Linked DNA regions of Mus musculus: regions 1, 2 and 4 are each linked to region 3. Evidence: chromatin contacts called from public ChIA-PET, Hi-C and HiChIP or PLAC-seq data. All regions are on one chromosome and are shown on one strand. Each heading gives the region's core, a stretch centred on a gene start, on an enhancer-like site or on the middle of the called end of the contact. The rest is flanking DNA. Distances are from core to core; before and after follow the strand shown.

What was found. A called contact is a pair of places that touch in the nucleus more often than the background predicts. ChIA-PET counts read pairs in DNA pulled down with a chosen protein or histone mark. HiChIP or PLAC-seq counts read pairs in DNA pulled down with a chosen protein or histone mark.
Region 1: an H3K4me3 HiChIP or PLAC-seq map of the SCID.adh cell line shows a contact between it and region 3, with 10 read pairs. The contact joins the enhancer-like site here to the promoter of BC005537 in region 3. A contact is called at or near these places in 1 of 39 promoter capture datasets (neutrophils), 3 of 115 datasets of contacts at active chromatin or transcription factors (the SCID.adh cell line, effector CD8 T cells and embryonic stem cells) and 1 of 9 other capture datasets (liver).
Region 2: a Hi-C map of uterus shows a contact between it and region 3, with 3 times the contacts expected there. The contact joins the enhancer-like site here to the promoter of BC005537 in region 3. A contact is called at or near these places in 2 of 39 promoter capture datasets (hippocampal neurons and stem cell-derived epiblast-like cells), 2 of 484 Hi-C or Micro-C datasets (Sertoli cells and uterus), 1 of 115 datasets of contacts at active chromatin or transcription factors (extraembryonic endoderm stem cells) and 1 of 9 other capture datasets (liver).
Region 4: a contact with region 3 is called in an RNA polymerase II ChIA-PET map of effector CD8 T cells, with 49 read pairs. The contact joins the promoter of Ripor2 here to the promoter of BC005537 in region 3. A contact is called at or near these places in 3 of 39 promoter capture datasets (hippocampal neurons, neutrophils and pre-B cells), 4 of 484 Hi-C or Micro-C datasets (CD8 T cells, LSK cells, granulocyte-monocyte progenitors and 1 more), 6 of 115 datasets of contacts at active chromatin or transcription factors (effector CD8 T cells, embryonic stem cells, extraembryonic endoderm stem cells and 2 more) and 3 of 9 other capture datasets (adipose tissue, liver and pancreatic islet).

What each region holds. Positions count from the first base shown.
Region 1 is chr13:24,595,574-24,602,531 of GRCm38.p6, reverse strand. It overlaps a transcript of Ripor2 not described here and the pseudogene Gm11346. Among named protein-coding and RNA genes, the nearest start is that of Ripor2, 40 kb to the left of the region's middle. Within about 2 kb of position 2,846, at least 96 of the 459 cell types and tissues checked have an H3K27ac peak or open chromatin away from gene starts, as enhancers often do. A contact at or near this core is called in the SCID.adh cell line and effector CD8 T cells, where this site is marked.
Region 2 is chr13:24,574,523-24,581,306 of GRCm38.p6, reverse strand. It overlaps a transcript of Ripor2 not described here. Among named protein-coding and RNA genes, the nearest start is that of Ripor2, 61 kb to the left of the region's middle. Within about 2 kb of position 4,901, at least 96 of the 459 cell types and tissues checked have an H3K27ac peak or open chromatin away from gene starts, as enhancers often do. A contact at or near this core is called in hippocampal neurons and uterus, where this site is marked.
Region 3 is chr13:24,799,456-24,806,426 of GRCm38.p6, reverse strand. BC005537 (cDNA sequence BC005537) reads right to left here and starts at 4,770. Exons shown (of 5, transcript NM_024473.3): 1 at 2,918-4,770; 2 at 1,469-1,645; 3 at 443-565. The coding sequence starts at 3,046.
Region 4 is chr13:24,637,091-24,644,106 of GRCm38.p6, reverse strand. It overlaps Ripor2 (RHO family interacting cell polarization regulator 2), which reads right to left and starts at 5,459. Exons shown (of 23, transcript NM_029679.2): 1 at 5,171-5,459. The coding sequence starts at 5,219.

The sequences.
Region 1 (6,958 bases), core at 1,597-4,096, 200 kb after region 3:
TGATAGGACATTCAGGACAAGGAAACTGGGTGACAGGGCACGTGTCCTGTGGCAGTGTCATTGAAATGAGCCGGTACATTTTCCAGGGCTAGTGACTACAACTGTAGAGGCTTCCTACAGACATGACTGAACCATTCCATCTACATGAAAGGAAAATAAATTCAGGTGCAAAGCCAGAAGGACAGGCATTCCATGTCAGAGCTCAGGGCACATGTCACAGCTCGGGGCACAGGGCTTCATGCTTGGTTCTGGGGTCTCAAATTTCCTACTTTCTTTGCTGATCCTTCAGTCTTGGAACTAAGTCTCATAGCCTAGCCTTGACACTGGACCCAAAAGTCCAGGTCTGGTCTCTCAGTTCATAAGGCAGTCTACCCACTCTAGTGTGAGGCCTATAAGACAAAGACTATTTGAGACGCTCCCTGGAGGCCTGATGCCAGTCAGTCTTCACAGATATTTTGGACGTTTTCCAGATGAACAAGCCATCAGTTCCCAGACATTCTCTGAGGATCACCAGATACGTAGGAGGGTCACGTCAAGGAGGGATGACATCTAAGAGAGCAGTGGCTACCAAAGCATAGGTCAGGATGGTTGGTAACATTCTTTACATGTAGGAAACTTGATTACACTGTCCAACCTTGTGTGAAAGGTCCATCACTACAGGGCTTGACCCAGAGAGTCCCAGTGGAAAGATGTACTTCTGATTAGTCATCCTCAGTGTCCATAGTAACTGGATCCTGGATCTCTGGGAAACCAAAACCCATGAGTGCTCATGGCTTCTATATATTAATCACATATAACCAGCACCAACTTCTCTACCGTGTAACCATCCCTAAGTCACTTATAACACTGAGTAACGAAAATGCTATGTGGATGCCATGTTGCTTTGGGGAAAAGTAACAAGAAACGACTGCCCATGTTCAGTGCAGATGCAGTTTGCATTTCAAGTATATTTCTTTCTCCAGTGTGTGTTTGTGTGTGTATGTTTGTGATGCATGCACATGTGTATATGTGTGTTAGCATGGGGGAGGTACCATGTGTACGGATGTATGTGTGTGTGCATGTGGAGAGCAGAGAGTGGTGTAGGGAATCATCCTTGTTGGCTCCTCCACTTTACTCACTGGGGAAAGGTCTTTCAGTCAAACCCAGGCTCGCAGGGAAACCCAGAGCTTGTGGATACGTCTACTGTTGGGAGCCAGGTTCCTCTGGGACTCTCCCGTCTCTACCTTCTGAGGCTGAAATCACAGTCAGGCCACCACACCCACATGGCATTTACATGGGTTTCTGGGGATCTGAACTCCCATTCTCACACACAGAATTTGCTGGCAAGTGTTTAACCATGGGAACAGTTCTCCAGTCTCACAAGTATTTTATCTATCTATCTATCTATCTATCTATCTATCTATCTATCTATCTAAGAATCAAAGCATGCATATAGGATACAGAGGACATACATTGTGCCACCCCAAGTCCTGGTGCAAGAGGGCTGAACAGACATGTTCTCTTCTAATCAGTCATCCAGCGCATGAGTTGACATGATTTTGTCTGCCAAACATGGGACTAGGAACCTCCAATTTTATTGACAAAGATATTTCTCCCAGGAAAGGGTGCCACTGAAAGCAGCTTACTAAAGAATTCTAAACATGTTTGTAGTGATAATACACTTTTCTCTACCATTTTCTTTCCACCCTTTGCTGTTGTTTGGGGATTCAGCCTCATTTTTGATTTTCCTAGTTATTCCCCCATTTTGATGTAACAAAAGGGAACTAGCCAAGTGTGATAGCACAAACCTGCAATTCCACCAGCTGGCAGACTGTGGTAAGTGAATCTTGAATTTGAGGCTGTCCTGGGCTACACAGTGAGACCCTGTTTCAAAATCTATTTTGGCTGCTTATAGTGGCTCATGTCTATAATCCCAACACTCAGAAGGCTGAAGCAGGAGGATTGTCATGTGTTCAAGGACAGCCTGGGCTACACAGTGAGTTTTTAGGCTAGCCTGGGCTACATAACAAAATCTCCTTAAAAATAAAAAGAAAACAACAAGAACAAAAACTGTTTAATATACACATATGCCTACATGTACATATATGTATGTATATATATGTATGTATATATATATGTATATATATGTGTGTGTATATATGTATATATATATATGTGTATATATGTATATATATGTGTATATATATATATATACACACACACACACACACATACATACATACATTTTTTTCAATGATGGGGATAAAAACTAGAGCTTTATGCATTGTAGGTGAGTATTCTACCACCGAGCCACATTCCTAGCCCTGAAAACTGTAAAATGCTTAATAGACAAACATATATATACATTACAAATGCTCTGAGGAAATACTGCCCATAAGCACTCATACAATATTTTGGTGGTAGCTATTTCCAGCATTGGCTTTGGCAATTTCTGAGCATAATTTCCACTGGTCTTCTATGCACAGTAGCCATTTTGGAGGGCACAATCTAGTTCTCTTTTCTGCACAGCACTGGAAAGAGGGCACATGGGAACGGAACTTGTGGTGAAGGCCACCTTGCCACAGAGCGACCCCGCCCTGCCTACCTTCCTCTGGATCTAGTAGTAAATAGTTGTGTATGGTAAATACAGATTCTGCAGTGAGCATTGCCACATCGCTATCTCTAATGGAATGAACCGGATTGTAAAATTTACACCTCTTTTGAAATGCGATGAAGCAACAGAGTTCAGAAATAGGAAGCACACAGTCGCTGGACCACATTGTGCTCTTTTGCACAATGTGCAGGAGCCAACATGAGAAAGCTACCGCAGAGGAAACAGCACAGCTGAGGCTGCAGGCTGTGTGGTCGGAAAGGTGCGGGCAGGAGTGATGCCCCACCCTTCCAGCATCCTCCTGTTGTCGCTCTCAGCCTCTTCAACCCTGCATTATTCTTTTCTCCCCACCATCCTTTCAACATTCACTGGGCACCCAGCCCTGGATTCTGATGACAGTACTCAGAGTGACATGCTGATGGAGACTAAAGAGGAGTTCTGACCAGGGGCCCTGATTTGCAGTGTGTACTAATGTCTATAGCATGCATACTTTCTCTATTAATTTCAAAGAAACCTAGCCTTGCTGAACACAAATCTGGGTAGGGTTACTGTACTGGGTGTACAGTAGCTCACCACTTGATGGTGTCTCTACCATTGCACTTTACAATACAATATTAATGCTAATGAAGGCGCACTTTTGTGTGAGAAACAGGAATATCCATCTCTTGGTTTTTAGGTTCCAGTGTAGTAAGTGGAGACTGATGGGTATCAGACATTATGTAGCATCGTTTTAAATCTTATTTATTCATTTCTACATTTGTAGAATTTAATTTTCAATCATGGTTATTTTAACAAAAGAGCTCACACTATTTCTTTAATTTTTACAATTGCCCCAAATAGCCGTGCCCACCCTGAATGGAGTTCTGTCTGACCCAGGAAGGTTCCAGCCATGTCAAGCAAGGAACAGAAGGCCATGAAGTAAAGTGCCAAGTGCCCGAGGGTAGATAAGACCCTCCATCAGAAGACTCCAAGAACCGAGATGCAGTCAACCCTGCGGACAATCCAGTAGTTGGTACCAGTGAGATGGGCAGTCATTGCTCAGATTCAGATGTGCAAGAGGCCCCGAGCCTGTTCAGAAGAGGATGCAGGATTTCTAAGGTGATGCTACTTAGTTTCTTATGGAAAAGAGGAAGCAGTTTGAAAAGGATGTAAATGCCTCTTTCAGAAACCTGAATGAAAGCCTCCAGGGTATTCTGAAAGCTCAGCAGAAGTCAAGGCAGGAGCTTGAGTCTGTGTACTGTGAAAGGTATGGGTCCCTATACCAGAAGTGTCTAGATGAGGTGGGCAGCACAAGGGGCCAAGAAGAACACCTCGGTTTTATAACAGCAGCAAATGAAGATTTTACAGACAGGTATAGCAGATCATGAAACCAAGCTTGAAAATACTGAAGATATGTCTGACACATTTTTGAAGAAAGCCAACGACTTGAGTAAACATCGCAGACCCCTTTTTGGCAGTCAGCAAACAAATGTAGAGAAGGAAATCTCGAAGGTACAGGGCAGAGTTACCATGGAAACTCAAGAACAAGATGTATCTGTTGTTGAAAGGTACCTTCAGTCCCTGATCCTTGACCACTCTGAAGCTCACACATAGGGTGCACAGGGAAGAGAGCATCAGCCATGCTAGAAGACATTAGTAGTCGCCAGTGCGGCTCCTTTCTCTTTACTCTGTTTGTTACAGTTGAGACTGAGACTCTGTTAACCATTAAGTGAAGCCCCAGCAGTCCTGTGAGAAGCAACAGCTAAGTGTGGAACATCCAGGACCATGACAGCAAGAGAGATACATTCTGCAGTGTGGCAATTACATTTTGGAAACAAATGTCATTTGATTTTGTGGTTGGTTCTCTGTCTCTTCCCTAAAGTGAGTGTTACCTTACTTATTTTAGGAAGAAGTGAATAAAGATAGGACCTGTAAAAAAAAAAAAAAAAAAACCCAAAAACCCAAAACAACAACAACAATCCAAAACCAAAATCCAAATAAACAAACAAAAAACATGGCTGGCAAGATGGCTCAAAGGGTAAGAGCACTGATTGCTCATCCGAAGATCCTGAGTTCAAATCCCAGCAACCACATGGTGGTTCACAACCATCGGTAATGAGATCTGACACCCTCTTCTGGTGTGTCTGAAGACAGCTACAGTGAACTCATATATAATAATCAATAAATTTTTGGGCCTGAGCGGTCAGAGTCGACTGGAGTGAACGGGGCTAAGCAGGACTGACCAGAGCAAGTAGAGGTCCCAAAATTCAATTCCCAACAACCACATGAAGGCTCATAACCATCTGTATAGCTGCAGTATACTCATATACATAAAATAAGTAAATTGATTAAAAAAGAAAAACAATTGCCCCTTATAAGTAGGTCTGGACAGGATTCCAGCATTGTAGTGGACAAAAATTGAGCATGAGGTCTGCTCCCTGAAAGCTTTAAGAAGACATATGACCCAGGTGAACGGTAGTAGTCATAGAGTTGATGTGGGTGTACCATAGAAGGAAGTGCTGGGCACATTCATTGGTTGACTAGATTGCTTCATCTTCCCATTCCCCATGTCATACTGAAAGCTCTAGTCCCCTAGTTATGGCTATATCTGGAATATGAAAGTAAAGGTAAACGAAGTCCTAAGGCTGGGGTGGGGTGGGTCCCTGATCTAATGCAACTAGTGTCCTTGTACAAGGATATGCCAGAGAGCTCCATCTTTAAAGCATACACCAGGAAGTAGGGCAGCTGAGGGCAAGAAGGGAGCCCTCACAGAATCCACTGTGATGTGTTTCAGTTCATGCAATGCCAAAATATGGCACTGTGGCATTTAAAGAAACAGCTCAGTCTGAGGAAGATGAGTTCTGGCTGGGAAAATAGCCTGTGATAGGGACTGCCCGGCTTGTATGAAAGCTCTAGCTACAGCCCCTTAGTACTGAAAAATAAAACCAACAACAACAAAGGTGAACTGGGTTGGTTTCACCTTCCCCTTGTCCTTCTCCAAAGCCAACATAAGACCCCCGCTGAGAAGTCCGTTCTCTGCACAAGAAGGAATGTTCTTCTATTTATAAGGAAGATCTACTTATTGTACTTATAGGAATATACTGTAGCTGTCTTCAGACAAACCAGAAGAGGGCATCAGATCCCATTACAAGTAGCTGTGAGCCACCATGTGGTTGCTGGGAATTGAACTCAGGACCTCTGGAAGAGCAGTCAGTGCTCTTAACCACTGAGCCATCTCTCCAGTCTGAATGCTCTTATTTTTTACAGACACAGAGAAACTCAACACTCAGCTACCCCAGCTCCCAGCGTAAATCAGACTTCTCTTACCCAATCACCTCTCTGTTCAGCTCTTCATCAGTCCATAGCATAAGTAGGCACAGGTTTCTCTGTTTTAGAACAAAGAGTTTTCATTCCTGAAAACCCTTGTGTCCTGTAGGGCTTATATTAAGTTCATTTGAGTGTTTTTCTCTAGTTCTTCTGTCTCTGTATACAGGGGTCTCAGCTATGAACTTAAACAAGATGGGAGGGGGGAAAAGGATCTTTTCCTGTCCATCTGAAGCCTTGATCTTGGATTAGAACATTAAGCACCATGAAAAAATAAACCTTTGCTGTCTAAGTTGCCTGGGCAGTGGTTATATTGTTAAGATAGCTTTAGCACACACAGAGTGCCAGAATGAAATGCCCTTGAGGAAAGACTGGCAAGTTAGATCAAATACCAGCTAACACACAGAGTGGCTGCTCTGCACTCGGCAGGTAGCCCCTCCCTATTCAGCAGGTAGCCCCTCCCTACTCAAGCTTTTTTGCATCTGAAGCTACTAACATCTGGTATAATTGCATCCTTGGCAGAGTGGGCAAAAAGAAGTCTTACATTAGAACCCAGAGTCAGCAACCCAGAGGAGGCAAGGACCGGGAGAATGGAGCTGTTCCATGCAACATACTGAACGATGCAGGCCCAGTTCCTCTCAGTGATTTCCTTTGGCAATGCAATGAATAGAATAAGTTAGAGTAGTGACATGCCCAGGGATCACAACATTGAGAACAAGGACAAAGCCTGAGAACGTCTTTGGGATGCCTTTGAGTGGCTGTGGATACATTGAATTCTTCCTAATGGAGACATATTTAACCAAGTAGTAAAATATTATTGAGTTTGATCACGCCTAGTCTGGTTGGTAAGATAGGTAATGTCATATCTACCAGACAGTGTGGGCTAAAATGTCAACCAAGGGTAGCTCCAGGTAAATCCTGGGAGGAGAGTTCACTTCATTTGCCTGAGTTGGTTGCATTCTTAAAAACTCCATGTATTTTGTAGCCAAAAAAGTTAATCAATAACCAGTCCCAGCTGAGTTTGTTATCTTTTCGCCACTATACTTGAGATAATTAGCTTGTAAA
Region 2 (6,784 bases), core at 3,652-6,151, 230 kb after region 3:
CCTAGACTAAGGAAATAAACTGAGCATCAACATTCACCTTCCCCACTCTCTCTCCTCCTGACTGCAGGTGCAATATGACAGCTGCCTCACTGTTCTGACACCATGCTTCCCCCATGATGATGGAGTGTACCCTCAGACAGTGAGCCAGAACACATTCTACATGTCTTATGATGCCTTTGTCAGGCATTTTATCTTGGTAGTAAGAATCGTGACTTGACACATGAAGCTTGGTCTCAGAGCCTCTACTTCTGTTTAGTTGAGAAGTTGCACTGGAGTCAAACAGGGCGACGGGTGATACTGTCCTTCTCATACTTTGGCCCAGTTGCAGGCCACGCCTGTGGGAGGCAGCTGTATCTCTGGTGGCGGGGTGGCCGGGGGGGGGGGCAACTGTATCTGTGTGAGTCAGTTGTACACCATGCCTATGGGAGACAGTCTTCTAGTTTCAGTTGCGGCTGACTTAGTACGTGTTTCAGAGTGCTCATCTTCAGTTGTGATCATCTGAAATTCTGGAAATTTCTAGAGTTGGAAATTCTCACAAGACACAGGAAAATTAGTGTGTCCGTGTGTAGCTATTCTTTTACTATTTTGTGGGTTATTTATTTATTTTTACCAACATTTATCCCCCTGGTTTCATCCCCTGCCAGTAGATAGGAGAGAAAGAAGAATAAGGGGGGGGGGGGGAGAGATAGAGATCTCTGGACCTAATTTTTCTTCTTGTTTCTTCTTTACTTGTAGCTGGTCTTTGCTACTTTGTGGGTTCTTCTTTTTTCCCACCCTTTATCCCCCTGGTTTCACCCCTTATCACTGGATAGGACAGAAAGAAGGATGGAAGAGAATCTTTCCCCTTGTTTCTTCTTTGAGCATGACTACTACTAAGCCCACTCCCTTCAATGACAAACAAGTACCCACTCACCATCTACTGGGGTCTTAGCATTTATAAACCCTCTAAAAAATTCTCAGAATGCCAAAAGCCATACAATCGCAGAAGCCATCTGCACCCAGCAAGTCTTTGCCTCTGCTAGAATATGAGGCAAATGATAAATCAACGGCCGCGAAGCCACCGCACATCCCCACACCTGGGATTAAAACAAAAATATATTATAGTTCTGTGTTTTTTTAAAGAAACCAAAAAATCCTGAATTCTCAAAAACATTATTTCATCCACAGGATAAGTACAGGCCAAATGGAGGGGTTTCTGTGGTACTTACTGCCAATGCAGGGGTTTCCTACCAAGTCCAAATTCTACATTCAGATGGCAGTGACAACAGTGTTTGCCTTCCAATAATTCAGTAGCCATTCTTTTATTAGTTTACAGTTCTTTAGCTACGTTTTATTTTATAACATTCTTAAAAATAAGAACATCAATGGCCCACCAACAATATTTTAGAAAAGTAGAGAAAGACCCCACTCTTCATAAAATAAAATCATGAGACACAAACTTGAAAATGATCAGAGCTAATAAACTGAGAGAAAGCAAGTTTGAAAATATGTGCAGAAAATTAGAACCAATATCCATAAAATAACTAAGCAAGTTTGGAAAGGAGCACTTCTGAATAAGAAAATAGCAAAAGTGAAAGTCATATGAATATTTGATTACTGACAAATTAAACACTGAGGAGAAAATAAACTAGTGAAGTCAAAGTAAACTGAGCGCAATGTCCACCTTAGCAAAGGGAGACAAAGGAAGAAAAGATAAAAGGAAAAGCTTAAAGACATGAAAGTTACCATGAAAAGAGCTGGGTATGATGACTGAGGTAGGAGCATGATCGATTCAAACCAGCTTGGTAAAATTCTGAGAACAGGCTGGAGTTGGGGAACAGGGCAAAACAGTTGGGGAACAGGGCAAAACAGAGTTCAGAATATATCTTGGGCTCACAGGGTCTTAAAAAGCTGACTGTGATAGCATGTGTCTACATTTCCAGTTCTGGGAGGTGGCAATAGGAACTCACTGGGCAGTTCAGTGGTGAGCTCTGGGTTCACTAAGAACTTTTCCTCAAAGGAATAGGTAGAGAGTAATCAAAAAAGACAGGGACACTGATCTTTGGCCTCCACATATGTGTACACATATGTGCACACATGCACATACAAGAGCACATACAAACATGTACATATACCGTACAGACACACAAATGAATTTATCACTGTTATTATTTGGAAACAGAGTTGAGATAAAATGCAATACAACAGAAATAAAAACTACCATCAGTATTAAGTGTTGATAAAAGCACAAAGGCACTGCTGGTGGGAATGGCAGCATACGTGGCTGCTCCAGGGACCAGGTTGACATTTCCCCTCAAACTAAACATTCACTCACCACCCATACGTGAACACTGAGGATACAGCAATGTCCTATGGTAGGTGAATTGCTAAACAAGATATATCCAACCAGACAGTGGATGTGGAAGGAGGGAATCTGGACACCAAATAAAGCAGGCAGATCCTGAGAGCCACACACTGAGTGAAAAAAGCCATGTTCAAAAGGACATCTGCAGTACCATAGACTTATACCGTAGTCTCACATACAAGACAATCTTAAACTGATCAGAGATGAGGACAATGAATGAGGCTAGGGGAAGTGGTGGGTAACTCTGAAGGTGTCCCAGGAAGGATTTCTTGGGAATACTCTGTATTTTATTTGTGGTGGTGGGTACAGGCTGACATCTGCACATCTATGAAACAGTATCCTGCTTATATATCTATACTTATATCTATACTTATATCTATACACACAGACACATACACACACCAACATAGACACACCCACACCTATACCCCCACAGACATAAATGCACAGAGATATCCATATCTGCATACACACACACAGACACACACACACACACACACACACACACACACACACCCCTATACCCATACACCCACCTAGCCTTTCTTCCACTTCTACACTTTGGATCAGTGTTGGTTTTTAGGTTTTATCATAGATATATGAAATATGACCATGTGATAAAAGGGTCATGAGATCTCTGCACTGTTTGTGCAACTTTCTGTGAATGTATAAATTTTACAAAATAAAAGTTAGAAAAAGAAAGCATAAGGGGCAGGCTGGCAAGATGGCTCAATGGTTAAGAGCGATTGCTCTTTCAGAGGTCCTGAGTTCAAATCCCAGCAACCACATGGTGGCTTGACAACCACCCATAATGAGATCTGAAGCCCTCTTCTGGTGTGTCTGAAGACAGCTACAGTGTACTTATGTATAATGATAAATAAACCTTTGGGTCTGAGTGAGCGGGGCTGACCGGAGCAAGCAGGGTTGACCAGAGTGAGCAGAGGTCCTAAAAATTCAATTCGCAACAACCACATGAAGGCTCACAACCATCTGTACAGCTACAGTGTACTCATATACATTAAATAAATAAATAAACAAACAAACAAATCTTTAAAAAAAAAGCAAGCAAGCATAAGGGAACTGTGCATGGCTTTGCACTTGGGAAGTAGAGGCAGAAGGATCAGAAATTCAGTCATCCTCAGCCATGTGTTGAGTTGGAGACTGGCCTGAGCTACAGGAGACTCTTGTTTATCCTGGATAGGTTAATGTCAACTTGACCTAAGCTAAAGTCATCTGAGAAGAGGGAATCTCAACTGAAAAAAAAAAAGCCTTTGTAAGTAGGATATGGCTGTAGGCAAGCAATTGTGTATTTTCCTTCTAATTGTTACAATTAATTAATGATTTATTGGGAGTACTTTGTCCATTGTACTCATTGAAATCTCTGGGCAGGTGGTCCTGGGTTCTAGAGGAAATTGGGCTGAACAAACCATGAGGAGCAAGCCAGTAAGCAGTGCCCCTTCATGGCCTCTGCATCAGCTCCTGCCTCCAGGATCCTGCCCTGTTTGAGTTCCTGCCCTGGCTTCCCTCAGTGAACTGTGACTTGGGGATACGTAAGCCAAATACACCCTTCCCTCCCCAAGTTGCTTTTGGTAAGGGTATCACATCAATAGTAACCCTACCTAAAACATCATCTTAAACAAAGCCAGAAAGAACAACAGAAGGTTAGAGAATTTGTACTACAGATGAAGGACACATGTTACCCAAGGGCACAGGAATCCTTGGACGAATTAACACGTATGGATAGGATTGTAGTCTATGTCCTTTCTTCAACTTGCTTCTTTCTCGTAATGGTGACAGTTCTATACAGGTCGTTTGTTTTTTATTTTTGTCTTCTCAGAAACATATCTTCTGAGTTAGCATGCTCATATCAGTGTGTAAACCCACATCTGCACTTATGCACTCGGGTGTCAGTTCCATAAAGGGATGCAGAGAATTCTGTGTTTATCTCAGCCCACTTGGTTGTTATCTGGAGAGTTGAGACTACCACCGTTTTAGAGAAGGCGTGGGTATCATCTTTCCTTTTAATTGCTACATGAGGCATATTGGCTACACATGGTAGTCTGTGGGAGGGGTTTGAGAACTGGAGAGAATCTGCACACTGTCTGCTGTGGTCACCATGGCAACCAAAGGATGGCTGCAAGGCAGGAGTCGAGGAGAAGCCTGCCCAGTGGGGCTTGGGAGCTCCAGGTCTCCCAGTCTGCCTCCACCAGAGCAAGACTGATGGAGGTCTTTCCTCTTTCATTCTTCAGACTCCAAGTGAAAACGTCTAGCCAAGTGCAACTTCAGGCTCCCTAAACCTTTGGCACCCCTCTCCACAGCACTAGGTTCTCACAACACTCACATGGCCAGGAAGAGTGACATCACCCTTTTACATCTGCCTGCTCATAATCTCCTGTCTTGACCATATGGTGCAGTAACAGGCACTCAGCAGCTGGTTTTGCTCACCCACAGTGTCACTAAAAGCCTGTCACCTATGCCTTCATTCTGTGTCCATCCCTTAACCTTGGTTCAGGCTTTTGATTGACACCCCTCCCCCCGCGCCCCACGCGCACACACACATAGGCATGAGAATCACTAACACGTGTATGTCTGCCAAAGCTAGCTCAGTGCCGCTTCAAGGATGAAGTTATTGAGATTAAATCGCTTAAAATCACCTTGGATTCAAGGAAGAACAAAGTCAGGACAGAACACAGCCCTCAGCCTTCCCCCTGCCCCAGGTGAGAGCGGTTATCCACAACCGCAAGAAGTGACCACCTCCTGAGACCCTGCTTGTCCCCCTCAAGCAATACGAACTTCTTTGGACCACTCTTCAGACGCAGAACTGAGACAACGAGGAGACCTCGAGCGGGGCTGGGTGATTGACTAGACCTCTACTCCCCACTCTCCCCTGTTCTGTACCCAGAGATGGACTTGAGTGACTGCCCCTTTCTGTTCTTCCCAATGTCACCTGATCTCCACTTGTCTCCATTCCTTGTCTCTTTAATTGGCTGTTGGGATGGCTGGACAAGCCTTACCTGGTGAGAGAGCTGGAGCCAAGGTTTTTACTCCAGAGCTGCAGTTATAGAACCCATTTTAGCAAGCCCCCTCAAACCCCTGTTTTGCAGAAGTTGGGTGGAACTGAGGGCTTCCTACACACAAAGGAAGTGTGTTTCCCTGGGCTGGGCCCTCAGCTCCTTACCTGCTCAGAACCTATCCTAGCAAACAGTTGAAACACTTCTTTTCTCCCACTTCTCCCAAATTGTGAATATTACCTTTAACCATGAAAACTCTTCGGTCCACGGCCCTGAATGCCAGGCTAGACGGTGATATTATATGTTTGAAAGGAGTTGGTCTCTCCGGTCTGTGGCTTCTTGTTCCCTCTCTCCCTGGCCTCCATGCAGACTGGGCTGTCTCTTTCTAATTAGCCTCTGGTACCTCCAAACTCTCTCCTCTCCAAACCATAATTTATGTCATGGGAAGAGTCATCCTAAAATAGCTTGTTACTTATCTCTTCTGGAAGGCCTTTCCCGGCCACACACAACCTATAATTTTAAGTACAGGCAACAAAGCAGTAAACTAAAACCTCCACTTGCAAGATGTTCTTGCTGTCCTTCTGCTGATGATGGTCAAGGTCATCTCGCCCTCAGATCAGGTTTCCTTCTGCCACACCCAAGGGCAGCCAGCTCCAGGGCTGGAGGCTGAGGGCTGGGACTTTGCCTCTTTGGACTTCCCATTTTACGGGCACAATGAGTTCTCTTAGTGGTGCTTTGCTTGGTTGTTCTGTGGGAATGCTATCATGTAAGTGCTAAGACAACACCTGTGCTGAGAGCATAAAATGACAGGAGGGCTTTTGAGGTTTGGGAAGTTCATGTGAGCCTGTAGACCTTGGCTATGAGAACAGCCCAAGTAAGAATTAAAGTCTGCATGTTTGGCTTCAAGTGGACTCTTTGTGGCCCAGGAGGGCCACCAACTTGCAGTAATCTTCCTACTATGGCCCCCTTAGTTCTGGGACTATAGGCATGGCCTACCATCACCACACCCTCTTTGCTAAATTAACCTGTGTATGTGAGCGTGAGCATGAAAGCCCATTACAGAGGAGAATCTGGAGTTTCAGTCCTTACACCCAGCCTTGGTTGAGGTAGAGTCAGAGTCCCTGTCTGTCCATCTGGCTGGCTGTCCATCTGGCTGTCTCTGTCTTTCTGAGATAGCCCTGGATGTGCTGGACTGCATAGAGATCCAGAGGACTCTGTCTCCAGAATGCTGGGATTAAAGGCCAGTGCCATCATGTCTGGCCTGGGCAGAGTCTCTTGGTGCTTACAGCTGTGTACACCAGGCTGGTCAACCTGTGAGCTTTCAGGGATTCCCCTGTCTCTGCTTCCCATGTCTTATAGGAAGGCCAGGGTTATAGAGCTTGCTGCTATGAACAGCTTTACATGAACCCTGAGGATTTGAACTCAGGTC
Region 3 (6,971 bases), core at 3,521-6,020:
CTGTTTTTCTAATTCTAAAATCTGAGTATACACTGTAGAAAACTATAGCTACAAGTCAGCAAAGAGGACTAGAGTTGGGGCTCTGTGACTGAGTGACTGCCTCTGATACAGGAGGCCTGGGTTCCATGTTCAGCTAAGTAAACCAGGCATGGAGCCAGCAGGATCAGGAGGTTCAAGGTCACCAGGGGTACAAAGGCAATTCTAGGTCAATCTAGACAACATGAGACTTTGTCAAAGAAAAAAAGTCTAAAAGATTTTAATAAAGTTCATTTAAAACCAGAGACACTAAGAGATTCTAGAATTCTAATGTTTTTTTCTAATATAATATTTAAAAAGACAGAAAAGATTTATGAACTATTAGAAGCGTATTCCCAAAGACTCCAACTTAAGTCCTATTATAGGTATTGTCACCAAAGTGCTCGCTACTTTATTTAAAACAAACCTGAACAGGCCTAAAAGGTTCGTCAGATTCCTTCCACCTAGAAAACAGGAGACAAACGATTTTCTCAATATCATTCCGAGGCCAAAGAATGAAATCCATCTCCTGAGTACAGCCGATTACATCCTAGAAAACGAGAGCAAAGACTTTTCTTTTAAAAGTTAAAGAAGCAAAGTACAAAAGGTACAAAAACATGGCTCAACTAGAGTCGTGCATTAGCGCTTCGTACCTTCAGGGTAACAGACTGCACACAACCTAATTCCAGCCGTAGTACTAACTTTTACACTGTAGAGTCCAGTCACTTAGCCAATATTTCTCACGCAGAAACATTCCTCAGTATGTGCCTAAACTCTAGCTAGGGAGCTAACGTTATTAGTGAATATGCCTTTATTTTCATCTTTCAAAACCAAATGTAATCTGGCTAAAACGTCTCCAAACGTATACAAACCAAGTTTATTACACAGCATAGTTTCATGTGTTGCTGGCTACTTTTCTCCACTTATCTTCCAAACATCACATAACATTATCTGTTCCTTAAGGCCAATGAACTTCTTCCAGACTAGTATAGTTAGCTCCATGTTTCCACTGCTTCAACTAATTTTGGAGTATACACCAAATTAACTTCAATGTAATACAGTTTTGAAGGTTAGCAGTAATATATTTTCTTTAGATTTTCTTATTACAATGGGGCATGATATTCTCCCCTCAAAAAGAGACCAATCATAGTAATCACATACATCATTGTCATTCCATCTAAGTCAAGTGACCAAGGCTATTATTAGAAATCAATCTTTTAAAAAAGCACTTAAAGGTACTTACAAACTGTTTTATTTATAATACTAAGTACCTAACAGGGAGTGATGGGTGCTTCTACATGCTTTATCCGTGTCTTTTACTTTGTCTTGAGACAAAAACATTACACATCTGCAGCCTTGAAGCATAAGGCTAGCTAACTCAGGATTTTCAGGAGGAAAATGCACACTTTAATTCACACCAACTCATTTCCTCAGTGCAGCCTCCCAGGCTTACCCTTCTCATAGACTGGTACCGAGGGGCGTGGAGCTGCACCACATCCTTCTGTAGAAGCTCTAGCGAACTTTCCAAGGAATAGCTGGAATCTCGCACACCTTTCAGAATATTTTCTTCGTAATTATTTGTCATGACTGGTATAACCTCAGACACTTCAAAAAGTGCTGACTTTTTCTTCTAAAAGAAAAAATTCAGTGATACACTGTTGATATAACTTGATTTAACTGGTTCTACAGGCAATAAAAATCTCACGAGTTTAAAACATGCAAATATTCAAACAAATTAACAATTTTATTCTTGAAATGGAGTCAAGTTCAATGATAGTCAATATTTCTGGATATTATCTGACTACAATTACCAATGTTTAATAAAAGGTAAAAAACAAATTGTGTCTCCAAGTTATTTAAGTGTTCATGACCAATCTAACTCTATACTACAAAGCATAACACTATAGAATGCATCTTATGGAAAAATCTATCTAGTGTCATCACTTAGAGCTTGTATTCCGAGAACCTACATCACAACACTAATCCATCTTAACAATTTTGCCATCATGTTAAAAAACAAGCACACACACAAAAAACAGAAAATGTGAAAATAACATCTTCAAAATACTCCAATATAAAAACTTCTCTGGAACCACTTTGCCATGAGCTTACTCTAACAGGGACCACTCTGCCATGAGCTTACTCTAACAGGGACCACTCTGCCATGAGCTTACTCTAACAGGTGAAGGTTCTCAAGTACAAACCTTAAGATTGGGGCAACAAGCATGGAAAGTTACAAAAAGTACTAAACAGATTGCATGCTAAGATTACATTTCTCATTAGAGGCAGACCACTTTCAGTGCAAAAGTCAAAGTTTGCACTTCTTTTATTCATAACCCAATCTTATGTCAAACAGCCCTACTGACAAATGTCCATCTTGAATTGCAAAACAATACTGCTTTCATTGAATTCTGTTTGCCTTTCACTCAAATTCATCTAATATTTAACTATGGAACTAGATCATAAACACACACCCAACATCCTCTTGATTTTTAACGTTAAAAAAATAGCAATTCTAAACAAAAATTTACCATTTCAGTTTTTAGCTGCTTCTGAAGTTTAAATGTATTCCTTCATTAACTATATCTTAAGAAATGTCACCTACATGGAGACATCCTATGTAACTTTACTAAAGTTCCCTTTTGTTCTACATAAAAGTTTCAGTTATACAGTCCAATGTCAACTAAAAGTGTATTCTACTAAGCCCTTAGAATTATTTCAGTCAATATGATGAGCCCTCCATTTTCTCTAAGGTCTCTATTCACAGACTAACCCCAGCAGTAAAAAGCAGTAGTCTTACTCCAAACACTCTTAAACCTAATATTTATAAAACACTGAAGTATCAAATAATACACACTTACAAACCCACTTGTACTAATTCACAGTAAGAACTTTAAATTACCTTCTCCTTGAACACAAAGGCAATGTACATCTTGAAGTCAAACTGGTCAGCTAGAGATTCTTTTTTCTTTCTAAGCTGAGCACGTAGTCTGTTCAGAGCTTGTTTCTTCCGGGAGTTTGGGTCCCCCATTTTGAAATACAGGTGGTACTAAAGCCTTTGGAAATTGTCACTAAACTATGGGCACTTTTTCTTAAGACTCAAGTACAACAGAAACAAGTCATTTTTTTTCCTGCTAATATGATTGAATAGCTAAATCACAACTGTAACCCCCAAACTGCACCTTCTAACAATATTAGCAGACTGTCATACCACAGGGTCAAGAAACAAAAGTTGCTGTCCAGTCATGTTTGGACAATAATGTTTGGGGGTTAGATGGGGAAGGTGAAGGGGAAGGAAAGAAAGAGGAGAAAAAAACTTGGAACTAACTTTCTGGAAAACACATGTGGCTAAACTGCCAAAATAAAAGCCATTGAGGGGAAAATGAAAAACCGATCATCAGGATTTAGGTGCGCAGTAAAACACAGCTGACACCGGTCCAATCCTTGAAACCCATTCGCATAGTCCCTTTTCAGAAAAGGGATTAAGAAATTGAGAAAAGGGAGGGAAAATTGTGATGTTGCTTCCCAAATACAGGGAAAAAAAAAATACCCCCCCCAAAACAAAAAACCCAAAAACTGAAAACCACCAAAACAGGGTAGGTGAATGAAACTGAAATCCCCAGTTGGATTTTACCCAGCCAGATCCATGGCTGTAGTACCTGATTAATTCTTAGTTATTTCAGATTTCACTACTGCTATGAACTGTCAGTGCTTTGCTATTGATTACACTTGGTGGTGAGCAAAGAGAAAAGTGCAAAATCAGCAGAGAAAGAAGGGGAGAGGTACAGGGTTTCCCTGCAATCAACTACAGTGTATACCGGGGGTGGACAGCTGTTGCCCAAAGGAGTCATGAGAAAAAACAGCGGAGTCATTACCAACTTCCCCATCACCCACGTTTTCACCCTCAGGCGGCTGCGAACGCTGCTGCCAAGGAGAACCATGATGGCAGAGGGAAAGGGGGGTCTATTAAACGGTATTAATAGTTATTCCGGCTCTGTGATTAGCCCTGATTAATGCCCGGGATCCAAGCACCCTTAGCCCTGCGGTGGGTTCTACATTCCCCGGGGAGCCCTCCGTATAAATTTGACCCCGTTCAAGTTCGGGATGGTAGGGAGTTCGATTATCTTCGTGTGAGCATGGCTGAGGCTAAGGTGGCGGGTTCTCCCACGTCCCAGGCCGGGCCCGGGGATCACCTGCCTTCGACCCCCAGGTCCCACCCACAACCCCTGGCCTTCAGCGGCAGCGACTCACTCGCACCACGGGAGACACTGGATCACTCGGGTTCTCACTCATTTCAATGTGGAAACAATTCCCGCCCGGGTAGAGGAGGCGGGAAGAGAGTTAAGTAGGAAGGATCAGTTGGGAGGAGGGGAAAAGAAGAGAATAATCGTGTTAATAATAATTACTTCTTAAAAGGAAGCCCACCCTCCCACCCCAAAAAAAAGCAAGGAATGAAGTTCCCGGGTTCTAGATTCGCTTTTCCCGTTCAACAGCCCATGTTTCCCGAGTGGGGGCGGCTGGGTGGTTTCCCAAGGGGACAGAGAGGCCGGGATCTAGGCGGCAGGGCGGGGTCCCCGCGGAGAGGAGAGCGGGACTCGCAGGCCGACCGTCGGTGGGCCGTCTAGCCGCAGCCTGCGGGCGGAGCGGCGGCTGCGGAGGAGGAGGCGGCGGCGGCGGCGGGGGCGCTGCTCGTGGCGCGGGCGGGAGCCATGTCAAGAGAACACGACGGGCCGACGGAGCCCCTCCATGCCCGCTGCGCTGCGCTCTGTGGCCGGGCCACGCGCGCTGCTGCCGCCACTCAGCCCCCACCTGGGCCCCATAGTCGGGCTCGGCGCCCCGGGCGGCGACGGAGGGAAGGACGCGGCGCGGGGTTGGTAGGGGGAGGGGGGAGACGGCGAGGAAGAGGAAAGCGCGCGGGAGGGAAGAGGGAAGGAGGGGAGCCCTGCGCTACGGCCTGTCCGCGGAGTGAGCCCGGCAAAGTTGTCTCGGTTCGAGCGTCGGCTCCCGAGGCCTGCTTCGCCCAACAGTCCGGTTCAGGAAGATAGTCCAAGAGAGAGCCCCGACGGATGGGGGGAGAGAGCCGCAACGGAGGAGGAGGTCGAGCGTCCGCGGGGCCACAGCCTCGGTTCCCCCACCCCCCGCACCGGAGTGGCTTCAGAAGCAGCGGCTGCCGCTGGAACCTCCCGGGTCCGGGGCTGAGTCGCGTTTGAGGAAAAGAAACAAGAACAAACAACTTAAAATGGCAGCGACGGCTGCTGCGTCACCCGCCCCTCCGCGGCACCGCCCCGAGCGCTCTACGCCTGCGCGCGCCCCGGACGCTACCATCTGTGGCAAAAACTGAAGGGGGAGGCGGGAAAAGAAGCGTGAAGGTTTTCACAGTTATGGAGACAGAAAAACCGAAAAGCTAGTAATGTGTGACATATAAAAGTCGGTATAAATAGTGAGTAGCTTTGAAATTAGGCTTTCAGTAAGATACTTCTTTTCCTAGGGGTGTTTGAGAACACACATTTCCCCTATTTATCAATATGGAAAGTCCTAAGGCGTGGCAAGGGTCTCCCGCCACTCCCTCCGCCCCTCTGTCCCTCCGTCAGGCTGTCCAGGTCTCCCCCGCCCCGTCCTTTTACGTCATAAGAGCACGCCCCCTACGCCCTCCATGACGAAGCGGAGAGAGTAGCTCCACCCTGGGCTATGCTGGGGAGCGGTAGTTGGACTTAGGGGGTGGGGTAGGGTGGGGGTCCTGTTAAAGCAGCGGTTCTCAACCTGTGGGTCGCACCCCATACGGGAGAATCCAATGATCCTTTTATAGAGGTTGCCTAAGACCATCGGAAAACATTAACATTCATAACAGCAGCAACATTACAGTTAAGAAGTAGCAACAGAAATTTACGGTTGGGAGTCAGCACAATATGAGGAACAGTACTGAAGGATCTTAGCAATGGGGAGGTTGAGAATCACTGCTCCAGAGATGCTCAAAAGCCAAAGCCGGGGAAGTGGGCGGAAAAATGGGTGTTGGAAGGGCCAGAGTGAGGAAGAAACCCGGAAGACTGAAGGGTGGTTAGGGTCATTTTATTATTCCCTAGAAGTCGGCCAGTTGGCAACAACGGAGAAATCATTTCGAGTTAGCGGAATGAAGCTTGCTTGCACCCCAACGAGTATAGCCTCAGTCCATGCGCCTCTATCCTCACCCCTCTTCCTGCACCACCAAGGCGAACGGACCTCGGGCTTTAAGCGACAGAAGCCCTTGTATGCGTTGTTGCTAGGATCGGAAGAGGCAGCCGAACTCTACGTGTGATTCCTCCACCACAGTGAACAGGGATCCCCGAGAACCTCAGACCTACGTCCCATCTTCTCCTGACTCTCTATCCTCAACGGTAAATGGGACACTGGAACGTTTACTGCTGAATCACGCCGTCCTTGACCCCAAAGAGCGCTCATTCGGTTTGTGAGACTCTGGTGTGATAAAAACGAAGTTACATAATTAATCAGCGAAGGTTGATACTCCACATGAACAAAGCCTGGGTGCTGCATTCCTGACTACTCGGTCGAAACTTTTAAAAGTCCAGTCTCCTAAATAGCTGCTTTTCACTTCGTGAAATCAAAATCTATTAGCTGCAATCACCCTTTATCCATAAGCCAAAGAAAATAAATAAAATCCTATTTTTATGTTTGCCTGCATGCATACTTGTGCCCAGACACCAGAAGAAGGTATCGGATCCCCTAGAACTGGAGTTCAAGATGTACTAGGGCCCATTCTTCAATGTAAGTTCTCCAGAACCAAGGTTGGCATTCCTGATCGTTCCAAATTAGTTCCAACATGAGTCAGCCATAGTGGCTGTAATCCGAGCACTCAGGAGGCTGAAGCAGGTTTGTTGTGACTTCGAAGTCATTCTCCTTCAAGGCCAACCTGGAATACCACAGAAACCCTGTCTCCCCTCCACCACCACCTCCACAAAATA
Region 4 (7,016 bases), core at 4,210-6,709, 160 kb after region 3:
ATGCCATGTGAGGAATAATCTCTTGGGAGTTGGTCTAGATCCAGGAATCTGTCCTGGACTGTGTATCGATCCCCATTGCGCTGTCTCCTTCTGCCCTTGCCCTCCCTGAAGGGTGAATGAAGCACTGCACAGACAAGCTGAAGAGAATGTACGCATTGTTTCTTAGGTTCCTTTCAGAACAATCAGCTTGTGAAGGAAGAGAGCTCTTCCAGGGCTTCAAGGGAAAGCCAGTAACATTAAGCCCAAAAGGAAGCACAAACACAAGAAACTGTTAAGAGACACTGTGTATATGTAAGGTGCTTTGTAGTGTGGCCATGGCCAATCTTTCTCTGACGTGACTATCATTAGCAACAGCTTATTTCACTACTGTTCCTAGGTGACCTTCACGGGTGACCTTCCGGGCCAGGCTTGTCCTCTCTATGCCCTGATCTTCACTATCTTCTTTTAGGTTCCTGCTCTTAAATTCTGGTTCACAAGTTGTCGATCAGGAGTCAATGTCTTCTCTTGGCTTGGCACAAACCACAGGGGCCCCAGGAAGAAGCCAAACAGCCCCTCTGAGCCCTAGGGAGCCAGGGAGCCTGCTGATCTTTTCATCTGGTAGTTTCTCTTTTCCCTTCCACTCACCTCTCCTAAAAGGTGTAGCGCTCTCTGACCTACCTTAGCTCTTTGCCTGGGGTGATCATCCTCGTACTGTCCAAACCCCAAATGCTTCTGAGTGAAGGGGTGTGTTTGGTATCGACAATGATCTTACAGCGGCATGTGTAAATGCAGGGCTGTGCTTTGAGTGTGGCTCCCATGTCTTCTAAGAGTTGTACAATGGAAGTATTGGAAAGTGGTAGAATTGATCCCCAGGTTAATTGGGAGCATACAGAGAGTATGGAAGGGGGTGTGGGATTCTAGTCTCTCCCTGTCCCTGGTTTAAGATGTCATTGTTTGCTTCATACTTGCTCATTTAATAGTTACCTGCTAGGAGGTGATGCAGTCAAGAGGTGGCTCTCACCAGGCCGCTATAATACCATCCAAACGGTGAGCTAGATACATAAGTGTCTCTTTACTTCCTAAGCACCCTGCATCAGGTATTTTGCTATTATGACAAAGAACTGACTAACACACAGGACTAACCAGGCTATGTAGTCATCCAGTTGCCTCTTCCTTCTTCTCTTCTGGATTGAACTTCCTGGAAGTTAGAATTCATATTTTATGTTTTTACTATGAAGGAGAAATCTCACTCTGGCAAAGATCCCAAGAACTTGCTCAGGGAACACATGCATAAGCAGGAGGAAAAGAAAAAGTAGTATTACCCCACATTACCTATCAATGGACATTAAAAATCCACGTCAGAATTAAAAGTGATTGGTAATCAATTTTTTATATGTATTTTAGAATAGTGTAAAATCTGTATGCCATTTTAAAAGAATGTGATAAACCATTCCCTTTGTTTAAGGCTTGCTTCTTGCTCTGGCTAGAAGCTCAAGTTGGTCTTACGGAAGACAACATAAAAATACTGCATCTCATTTTCTTTCACTGTGAAAAAAATTCCAATTTCTTTTTTCATTAGTGTAATGAACATAAAAACATTCAGTGACCTCCCCCATCAGTATCTTATAAACAAAGAACAATAAAATAAGCTGGACCAGCTTCCTCTCTTCGAGGCAGTCTGGGTTTCCTTAGAAGGAGGAAACCCCTCGAGGACCCATGACTAACAAATCCTGACTAGATAGCCGCCACACTCAGAAAAACACCTATTATTTCCAGGGGATGATTCCAATCTAAGTAAGTAAGGGATAAGCTTACTTGACCAAATCAACCAAACAAAGACCTGGACCGTTAGCCCAGAGAGGAAGCCTGTGGCTTCAGAGGGGAGGCGCACAAGGAGGACCAAAAAACGTGGGTATTTCTGAATTAGCTCATGCAAGATATGGAATGGACTGTTCCGTGGAGTGCCTGAGAAGGCTCCTATGCCTGTTACATTGAGGTTTTCACAGGAAGGATGCTGCCTGGAGAAACTGAATACAATATGACAGCTTAGAGGAATGAAGCTCACAGCGGGGCTCTGCTGGGATATAGAGGTGCAGTTTCATAATCCCTTCCCCTTTCTGAACACATCTTCCCAACAGTCCCATTGTGGGCTGTTTACATGAGGACTGATGGAAGACACCATTCCACACTGAGGTCTGCCTTTGTGGAACCAAACACTTGCCTATCTGTAGCTCCTCCCACACCCCCACCCAACTCCCTTGACCCATTGTCTGATTTCAGTTGGTATTCTTTTCTGGTTGAATGGCCTCAAACACAAGCAGTACACCCCCACCCCTCACCATCCAGGAGCTTTTCTTGGTAGATGAGACTAACCCTGGTAAAAGATCTGTTTGCAAGCATGAAGCCCCTGCTCAGAACCAGGCAAGGGAAGCCCAGATGGAAAGCCAAGTCTGCCATTGCCTGGGGATCATCCATTGTGCAGATTAAATGACTTTCACTTCCACTCCTACTTCCTCTCAAGGAAAGCAAGAGGCTGGTTTCAGACTTGTTGCTTCTTTTCAGAATAAAAATAAAACTGCATTTTAATTTTTTTCCAGCCCTTGAATGCACTGATGTTAGAATAGAGCACTTGTTTGTAAACTCTTTAACCCCAAAGGACCATTGTAAGAAAGCTCTGATCATTAACTATGAAATCTGAAGGGTATATTGTCTACTCTCTATAGCTACCCTTCTCTGTTTGGGTCCTCTTAACAGAAGTGGGGTGTAATAAAATGAGCTCAAAATGTAACAAGAGGGACTGGGAAGATGGCTCATTTAGTAAAGTACTTGTCACACAAGCATGGGGACCTCAATTTGATGCCCAGTACCCACGTAAAAAGCTGGACATGGCAGTGCATACCTGCAATCTTAGGGCCAAGAAAGCAGCGAGTGGGAAGTCCCTAGAGCTCTCAGCCACTTAATCTTGCTGAATTGATGAGCTTCAGGTTCAGTGAGACTGTCTTAAATAATAAGGTGAAGACTGACAGAAGAAGACACCTGAACACACACACCCACACACACTCACACTCACACACACATTCACACAGAATGGAGGAGGGGCAGGAAGGGAGGGAGGGACAAAGAATAACAGAAGTGGTTGGGTTCATTTAGAAGGAGGCACATGGTTAATAATGTAGCTGAGTCCTAGGGTCTATCCTGGTGGGGATAGTTTCTTGTTAGTGACAGAAGATTTAGTCAGCACGCCTATCATGACCCCATTCCAAAGCCTGGACACTTATATAGGTGTAGTTCCCCAGATCCAAACAATAGGCATAAAAACCTCCTCCTTGGGGCATTCACTCCTGAAAGCAGACAAGTCCCTTCTCTGCTTCTCTGCTAATCAACAAAAGGAAAGGAGTCAGAGAACCTGTGTTTTGGTAATCAGGCTTCCGGGCAAGGCCTCTGGCCGGGCTAACAGCCTTCCCTCTCTCGGGTTTGGCAGTCTCTATATTTATATTGAGGACAAAATATTCCTAGTGAAAACATCTCACATCAGAGTGTCAGAGGAAGAGAGCAACAACACCCATCAGGGGGCTTTTGGAAAAGCAACACATGTGCTATGTTTTGACTAAACATATTCTCCAATGTTCTTTTTCAGATGGTTGGGTGCAGTCAGCTTTTAGACAGGCAAACGCATTAACTTCTAGGGCAAAGGCCACCTTGTGGCTGGATCTCCACTCTTGGGACGTCAGCAGGAGCTCTGATGTTGTTGGAGGTTGGACTGAGTAGACACCCCCCTCCCTGCCCTAAGATTTATTGCCGCAAAGCGAGGGTGCCTACTTTACAGGTAACTGCTGGAGATTGGATTGAGGGTGCTGGTTCTTTGCAGGAGTTGTGCCCTGACCTCTCTTGCTGTAACAGCAGATAGAAGGCTCTAGTGGAGCTAAACCTTATGAATGGGACTCTCAGAGCCTGCTCTAAGAGAAGTAGGCTAGTAGGAATACTGGGTGAGGGTGGGAAGGAGGAGCGAGGCAAACCTGACCCAGAAAACTCTCCCAAAACAAAACAAAACCATCCAACCAACTAACATCAAAAACAACGAAACAGAAGAAGGAAGAAATGACTGTGTCAGGAAACAATGGGCGGGTGCTCATATTTGCAAGGGGAGCTGAGAGGAAAGGCAGCTTGTGTGTGTGTGTGTGTGTGTGTGTGTGCTTTAAAGACAATCACATTGTTCCCCCAGCTGAAGTGTTGACATTTCTTCACAGTCACTCATGCAACATATAGGTGTCCCCCAGACCAGAGCCTATGGGCTGTGGATCCCACTCTGCCCCACCCCCACTCCCCAAAAAACATTGCTAGCTTCTCTAGGATTTCGTCTTGTTTTCTCACTCAGGAGCTGTGACTGTCCACAGTCCTGTCATTCTCGCACCTGAATGGCTCTGCTTAGCGAATTCCAACGCCCGCCCTCTTCTACAGCGAGGGGTCTGCATCCCTATCCAGGAAACTGTGGGAGGGAGCTATGAGGTAATAAATAGCCTGAGGGAGAACTACAGAACCCCCCCCCCACCCCCCGCGCACGTTCAATATCACAGACACCTGCTAGGGTTAGAGTGTTCCCCAAGTGTGACCCCGTACCCCAGTCTTTCCAAACACAGGTTGGCATCAAAAACAACACATTTCTTTTGGCTTGCCCTCTTCCCCATTCTCACCGGTTTCACGTGGCCAATTTGGAACAGCTGGGTCCCAGCCAAGCTCAATTGCTCAGTCTGGAGGCACATGAAGCCCTTGGAAATTGCGATCCTCCCTCTGAGCTGGATCACCCATCGCTGCTGGGTGCCCGGAAGTCTTTCGGAAGCCAGGGTTCATCCACGATCCCACCCGCGGGATCCCCTGTCCCTGACAAGCCCCTACCTTAGGTAGTGCCACAGGCTTCTCTAGCCTTCTCAATCGGTCCTTCCACAGTGCGGGACATCCTTTGGGTCGGCCTGCGCTAAGTGCACGGCCCCTCTTCCTTAATAACTTCCCTTCTCGTCCCAGCCCACATCAGGCTCCCCGGATTCGCCAGGACCTAGGAAGCCCGGACACCCAAGGGTTCTTCTTAATATGCCAGGCTCATTCAAGCCCAGGACACTCCTCCATACACCCACCTCATGCCGGTGGAAACCAAAATCAGCCGCAGAGAATGTGTTTAAGAGGCGCGTGCACCTACCTGCCGAGAACGCTCCTAGTGCCCGGAGACGCTTAGTACCGGGTGGCATGTACCACCTCGGCACCCACGCACCGCCCCTCGCTGCCGTGCACCTCCGGCTCCGCGGACACCGGTGCTCGTTCCTCCCAGCCAACAGGGAAAGGTCCGAGGGTAACAGTCGTGGCCCCAGCGCTCGGGCGTCGCACCAGCTGCCGCCGCGCCGGGTGAAGTTGCGGGGCCAGAGGACGCGCGGGTGGCAGAGAGCGGAGCGAGCGCGGTAGCGGAGAGGGCGGTGGGGAGGCGCGCACGCGGGGGCTGGCGCGTCACCGGTGGGGGGGGGGCGAGGGAGGAGGGCGGGTGGAGACAGCTGCTTGATGGTCCCTTCAGCCCGACTCCTTCAGGGTGCGCTTGGGTGCTTGCCTCCAGCTGATCGTCTGCCTGCACGTCAGGCTCTGGGACACTAGCTTGTGGCGCAGCTTAGAAGGACTCCGCCGCAGGGGAGTTGAGACCAGCCGGACACGGAGCATTAGAGGAGATCTCAGCTGAGACAAGAGTGCCTGTGCAGCCAGCCTTTGGGGATCTCAAAAAGGGCCGTGCATTGCAAATGATGAGATGGGGGAGGGTTGTGTGCAGTGGTGAAGAGTGAAGTTCAAGGCTCAAGGCAGGAGTTATGTTGAAAAGCCCGGTTGGAGAGGGCCTCTGGGTACAAGTACCCAGGGCTTGTTTCGACAGAGGTTTCACTATGATAGGGAGAAGCAAGACTTTTGTTTGACTTTGAAACCTCTCTTTTGGTGTGAATTTGAATTATACATAAGGCTATAAAATGTAGGTGGGTCTGACAGACAGAAACATTCCATAGAAAAAGGACCTTTAGAAGCTGAGTGTGGTGGCATTCAAGAGGCTAAGGCAGGAAGGCTGCTGTAAGTTCGATGCCAGCCTGGGTTATATATAGTAAATCCCAGGTCAGCATTGGTAACTAGGCTATTATATGTGTGTGAGTGAAGAGTATGAGGTTGGGTATTCTAAGGACCTGGAGCCCAAGAGTGGACTCTGCGTCCATCCTTAGGTTGGCAGTCTTCCAGGCCTCAGTTTCCTCCTCAGGGAAACTGTCTTACTCATACAATTGTGTATTTACAATATGTAAAATCAAAGTGTCCCACAAATTCATCCATCACATTCCAAGCTGAGACCTAGTCACTTTATGAGGACATTAGAATCAAGAAGTATAAACCTTGACCAACAAAGGCTAGGAGAGGAGTCTATGGCAGCATCAGGAAACCTGGACATCCTTAGACCTGGAAAACGCAAGCAGCTGAATCACACCCCACCTAAGGATACAGCCAGACTTCAGGGATCACCCAAGGAGGAGCACTGTACAGGCCTCTCACCTGGACCACGAGGCCATGGCTTGAGAGGAGCTCAGACAGGCTACCCTTGCCAGCTGCATTCTCCAATGCCCTTCTCTCAACTCAACACACTCCCCATCAGGAAGCCACCTTCCCATGTGGACATTCCTTCCTAGGAGGAAAGCGTCGACTACGACTACACATGTGACAGCTTAGCACACAGAGGGCAAGCAAGCTCTCTGTGTGTTTCCTCATGGGTGTTCTGCTCAACAAGCAAGTCCCTAATGCATCAATCCGTACAGAACTAAACGTAAGTTTATGGCGATCTTCTTATCCCCTGACATTAGACTGTTTACACCTGGCTGTAACCTTTCAGTATTTTGATTCCCACTTTATAGGCAGGCAAACTAAGGTTACAGAGAGTTAGCCTAACTTGTCCAAGATGACCCAGCCTCATCGACTTTAGATGCTCATGCAAAAAAGAGACATGGCTTGTGGGGAGACATTCTTCATGGCACACC